Linked DNA regions of Pan troglodytes: region 2 is linked to region 1. A link is a contact called in public Hi-C data. All regions are on one chromosome and are shown on one strand. Each heading gives the region's core, a stretch centred on a gene start, on an enhancer-like site or on the middle of the called end of the contact. The rest is flanking DNA. Distances are from core to core; before and after follow the strand shown. Region 1 overlaps LOC134807642 (a long non-coding RNA gene). Region 2 overlaps ABCA1 (ATP binding cassette subfamily A member 1).

Region 1 (2,700 bases), core at 122-2,621:
TGTCTCACGCTGTCGCCCAGGCTGGAGTGCAATGGCGCGATCTCAGCTCACTGCAACCTCCGCCTCCTGGGTTCAAGCAATTCTCCTGCCTCAGTCTCCCGAGTAGCTGGGATTACAGGTGCCTGCCACCATGCCCAGCTGTTATTTGTATTTTTAGTAGAGAACAGGTTTCGCCATGTTGGCCAGGCTGGTCTCGAACTTCTGACCTCAGGTGATCCGTCCATCTCCTCCCAAAGTGCTGGGATTAAAGCATGAGCCACCATGCCCGGCCTGCAGGAGCTCTTAAAACCTGTGCAGAGAAGGCTGGGCACCTTGCAACTGAGCAGCAGATGTGTCTTATGAAGGGAAGCCAGCTTTAGCTGTGGAGCAAATGCTGAGTGCCAGGCTGGGGAAGGTGGGACAAGAAGAAGGTGAGAATTGAAGGATCATGGATGCCTGTTTCTCAGAAGACCTGGATTCAAGTCTAAGTTCTCCTTACTTACTAGCTTTGTGGACTTGGGTAAATCATTAAGCCTCTGAGTTGTTTGCCCCTCTGTGGAATGAGGGAGATAAGGATAGTGGCTACTGTTTGTTAAGGGCTCTCTATGAATTAGGTGCTGCAGTCAGCGTGTACTAAACATTATGTACAAGGTAATTCCCATAAAAGACTGAACCCAGTGCCAGAAACATGGTCAATGTGCACTATATGGCAGCTGTTAATATTTTGTTGATCCTCCTAACAATCCCCTGATTAATAATAACCACAGAAATAATAATAGTTGCTAGCATTTATGGAGCACTTTGTATGCATCCAGCCATTGTTTTGAGTGCTCTAGGTGTATTAACTTATTTAATTTTCCCAGCTATCCCATGAGGTTGGTTCTATTTTTAACCTCATTTGACATGTGAGAAAATTGAAGCACAATTAAGTTAAATGCATTGCCCAAGACACGTGACTAGAAATTGACAAACAGCTAGAAAGCAGAAAAAGTGTTCTTATTGTTGCCCATTTCACAAGGACAGTAACTAAGGCACAGAGAGGCTGAGCAGTGTGCCCATGGCTGGGGTCGGCAGGACTCTCCTCTGGGTTTTTGGGCAGATGAAATGATATAATGGATGGGAAATGGCTTTGTGAACTGTCCTTCCGACTGTTTCAGCCAGCAGTGAGTAAGCTTTGCATGTTCTGTTTTTTCTAGTCTAGTTGCATCAGCTGGTCTGAGAGCCAGGGGCCTTTAGGAGGACCTGCCTGGACTTAGCTTGTTATTGGATAGGTGCTTTGTGTATAGGTCCTGGGCTTACATCCCCTCGGGACAGCCTAGGAGCTGTGGCTTGTCTGACTTCAAAGCCATTGCCAGCTGGGAGGCTTTGGGAGGAGCCAGCTGGCAGCTGGCCACCATCATGTGCAGCTGGGGTTACCAGCAGTCACTCTCTGGCCTTCCCCTAACCACACTCACTGTCTCTAGTGGCTGATTCCCAGACACACCCAAGACAGCAGGCAGCCAAGGCAGGGGGAAGAGCAGCTCGAGGCTCCTAATTGAGTGGCGCTAATCAGGGAAAAAGGGAGCCTCTTTTTGCTCCCTTCCCCACTATGCTTCTGGCATAACCCCTCTCCCACAGGGCTCCTCAGGCATGACATCCTAGAAATTCCCAGGTGCATTCCTTCTTCCCAGTTACGTACTTTCCAAAATGGAGTAGGTAGGGCTACTGGGTCTTTGTGGAGGGGTCACCGTTACATGCCTCTAGGGCTCTCTCCTCACCTCACTGGGAGATCCTCCAGCAGGGGTAGGATCTCCCCTCTCCTGAGCCAGCATCGGGCAGGGCCTGGGAAGGTGTTCAGTATTGTCACGTTTCTGGAGGGAAGGCCAATTCAGCTATCGGGTTGGCACTTGGGTGCTGTGTGTGGTGATGGTGATGGTGATGGTGGCAGCTTGTGTGTGTCTGGAGGAGGGAGGAAGTTTGGTGGGGGAAGGGAACCAGAGGCAGCTGAGGCTGAAAGGGCTGAGATACGGGGGCTCTCGCCTGCTGGTGTGGCAGGAAGGGCTTGGGCTCCATACACACATAGATGTGGCCTTGACTCCTCACCTCATCATGCACTGTCTGAATGAGGTGTTCATCTCATGCGATTCTTCCCCTGGGCCTCTTTGTTTATGAAGGGAATGGGGGAAGGTAAAAACCAGACTTCAGTTTGGTTTCTCTCTGGCAGTAATGACTAAGCTCTCTTTTTTCCTGATTAGTCTTAGGCAAATGTCTGTACAAGAATTATTTTCTTACGAGGATCACACAGTCCAGTGTAACATGAAATTCCTCCAATTAAAATGACTTTGACTCTCCATGTTGTGAAATATTAACCTTGACATTATTGTGCTAATAGTACATGCTCCTATTCTCAGATCCTATTTTCACTTCGAAGGTACTCTGAGTCCATCAAGATGGACTAAACTTTTCTATATATCAGCTCTATGATCCCCAGGTCTTCCCTGAGAGGAGCTGGGGGTAAGATGGAGAATCTCAGTTCATCTAGCCAAAAATATTTGTTCCTTTCACTTCCCTTAAAGAATTTTACAGTTCAGGAATCACTTCCACATGCTTTATGGGAAATCTTTTTTTTTTTTTTTTTTGAGATGGAGTCTCGCTCTGTCGCCCAGGCTGGAGTGCAGTGGAGCGATCTCGGATCACTGCAAGCTCCGCCTCCCAGGTTCACCCCATTCTCCTGCCTCACTC
Region 2 (2,700 bases), core at 97-2,596, 200 kb after region 1:
GCTATTGCCTTACTAGCAAAGTAATCTGGGGGAAGATGAGTAATGTCTCGTTCCACCCCTGATTCCAGTGCTGACTGATTCTGGAGTGGCAGAGAGGGTTGGAGGCTCACCCCTCTGCTCACCCGACCCTCTGGCCATCTCCTCTTAGAATGCAAGGGCAGGGATTTTGTTACACAGCGCCTCTTTTGTTATAGGCTAGCTCCTGCCTTCAAGGAGCACTGAGAAAAATATTATCCCTTTGAACCACAACACTAGTATTTTGGGTACTGTAGCCATTCAGAAGTTTGTTGAACTAATACAAGTTTATATTATTTGTAAAATACTAGAAGGAATGTGTGGTTCCTAAAGTTATGGTATTCCCATTGGTTGAAAGAGAAGACTCTGGCTTGCTTCCTAATGCCTTGGAAGGTTCAGGGAGCATAAGCCTAAATATCCTGGTTTCTCTTGGGAATTCTTCACAGATTGTCATCTATGACTTTATCCACATTTATTTTGAACATGTTTAATTTTCAGCTTGTATTTTCTCAAGGAGTATGTGTGAGTCAGCATTCAGAGTACTTAACACACTTAGTGTCATTAGTGATAACCCACACGTGTAGGAAGCTAGACCTCCATTTACAGAAAAATGGAGGCTCAGAGAGCCTAACTGACTTTCCCAAGGCCACATAACTGGAAAATTCTGGAACTGAGTTTTTTCAGGTATGTCTTGGTATCCCTCGGTGAGCCTTGTCTGTAGAGAAGGAAGTGTCTCCTGGGTTGGAAAGCCCAGGCCGGGATGAACAGCATGGGTGTCCTTAGGCTGTGTGCACCACACACCCCTGGCCTACTCTCCCCTGCTCTAAGGAGTCACCTGAAGGAGCAGCTGCATCACCCTGCCTCACCCCTTCTCCTCAGCACCCAACAACCAGGTCTTCCCAGAGAGTGCTCAGCCATTGGTGAAGCAGGCATCATCTATTCTTCAAGAAGACAGCAGAGCATCAGGAAAACAAAACACCAAAAAAATACCATAAAGACACTGGAGTGTATTTGTTACCAGCCCTTGTATAACAGAGAAGTGTTTCAAGGTCTTATCTGTAAGGCTGGACAAGCTCAGGCTGATTAAAACCACGAGTTAGAATTTGTCTCCCCCTCCCAGGCCCTGCTCAGTTGACAGCTCCTAGCAGGCTGGGAGGCCCCACCCCACCCCCACCCCAGGGGTCCATTGAAGAAGACCATCTGGGCCTGAGATGCTGATGTGATTTTCCCTACTTCTCCTTTTTTTTCATTTGCCTCCTCCACCCACTTCTAAAGCAGCTGATTGCTCTGGTTCCTTTTCATGTTGAGCAAAAGAGAACACAGATCTTGAAACCTGAGCTGGGGACTGGAGGACACTGACCGAGAGTAACCCCGTCTGGCTCAGCTCAGCTCAGCAAAGGGCTTTCCTCCTCCGCCTTCCTGAGCTGCTCTCCCTCCTCTCCTTCCCTCCTTCTTTCCCAGCCTCCCCTAAGCTCCTCCACCCCTCTCTTCCCTCTCCTCCCTCCTCCCACCTTCCTTGTCCTCTATGCTCAGAGAACTGAAGGAACACTGAATGGCCGGGAAAGCAGGACCTCGCCCCCACCCCACGTCACACCCCTCCGCCTGCACGTGCAAGTGTGTTCCTCAGCTTGGTCCCAGAGGTCCCAGCTGGTTCCCCGGCTTGGTCCCAGAGGCCTAGATGTGTGGCAAGAAGCTGAGGGTTCTGCCTCGTTTCTTCCAGCCCACAAACACACATGTCACCTGTTTTTTGTTCTTTTTCCTTTCCTTTGCCCCACTTTACAGAAGCTCTTGGCTAATTGGTAGGTCACTGTTTGCTCCTCCAGGCAAAACCAAGGAGGCTGAGCTCAGCAGGTCAAGTATTTTGGTCTGTATTGAAGAGACTGTGGTGGGAGAGCCCTCTTGACCTTCTGCTGGATAGTGACTTTCTCTTCTGCTGGCAGCAGTAGCCCAGCTCCGCATCCTGTGACAGAGGTCATACCTTCCAGTTACCCGAGCGAACACTTGGAGCAAGTCAGCTTTTTCCCCTGAAAGAGCACGTTCACGTTCTTGATCTTTGGTTTGCACAACAACCTGTGAATGTTATTAGCCCCATTTTTTTTGTTTGTTTGTTTTTTGAGACAGAGTGTCGCTCTTGTTGCCCAGGCTGGATTGCAATGGCGTGATCTTGGCTCACTGCAACCTCTGCCTCCAAGCAATTCTCCTGCCTCAGCTTCCTGAGTAGCTGGGATTACAGGCATGCGCCACCACACCCGGCTAATTTTGTATTTTTAGTAGAGACGGGGTTTCTTCATGTTGGTCAGGCTGGTCTCGAACTCCCGACCTCAGTTGATCCACCCGTCTTGGCCTCCCAAAGTGCTGTATTAGCCCCATTTTATATCCAAGGAAACTGAGGCTTAGGGAGATTTAAATAGGGGGGAAAGTAAGCTTCATGATTACACAGTCAGGAAATGGCAGAGCTGACTCTTGAATTCAGACCCTGTGATGCTGTATCCAGTGCTGATTTTGTTTTGCCCTGTGTTCCTTTCAGTGTCAGGTAGGAAGACCTCAGAGATCATCTTCTCCAACCCACACATTTTACTGATTATAAAATCCAGGTCCGCATTAACTCATTGGCCAAAGTGAAGTGGCTAAATGACTCTCCTGTTCAGGAAGTATTCCCTGTCTTGTGTGGAATGATTGGTCTTT

The links. A called contact is a pair of places that touch in the nucleus more often than the background predicts.
Region 2: a Hi-C map of stem cell-derived neural progenitor cells shows a contact between it and region 1, with 3 times the contacts expected there. The contact joins two enhancer-like sites. A contact is called at or near these places in 2 of 7 Hi-C or Micro-C datasets (induced pluripotent stem cells and stem cell-derived neural progenitor cells).

What each region holds. Positions count from the first base shown.
Region 1 is chr11:33,368,515-33,371,214 of NHGRI_mPanTro3-v2.0_pri, forward strand. The region is part of intron 2 of LOC134807642 (a long non-coding RNA gene); the gene reads right to left. Among named protein-coding and RNA genes, the nearest start is that of ABCA1, 140 kb to the right of the region's middle. Within about 2 kb of position 1,372, at least 11 of the 24 cell types and tissues checked have an H3K27ac peak or open chromatin away from gene starts, as enhancers often do. A contact at or near this core is called in stem cell-derived neural progenitor cells, where this site is marked.
Region 2 is chr11:33,565,060-33,567,759 of NHGRI_mPanTro3-v2.0_pri, forward strand. The region is part of intron 5 of ABCA1 (ATP binding cassette subfamily A member 1); the gene reads left to right. Among named protein-coding and RNA genes, the nearest start is that of ABCA1, 59 kb to the left of the region's middle. Within about 2 kb of position 1,347, at least 10 of the 24 cell types and tissues checked have an H3K27ac peak or open chromatin away from gene starts, as enhancers often do. A contact at or near this core is called in stem cell-derived neural progenitor cells, where this site is marked.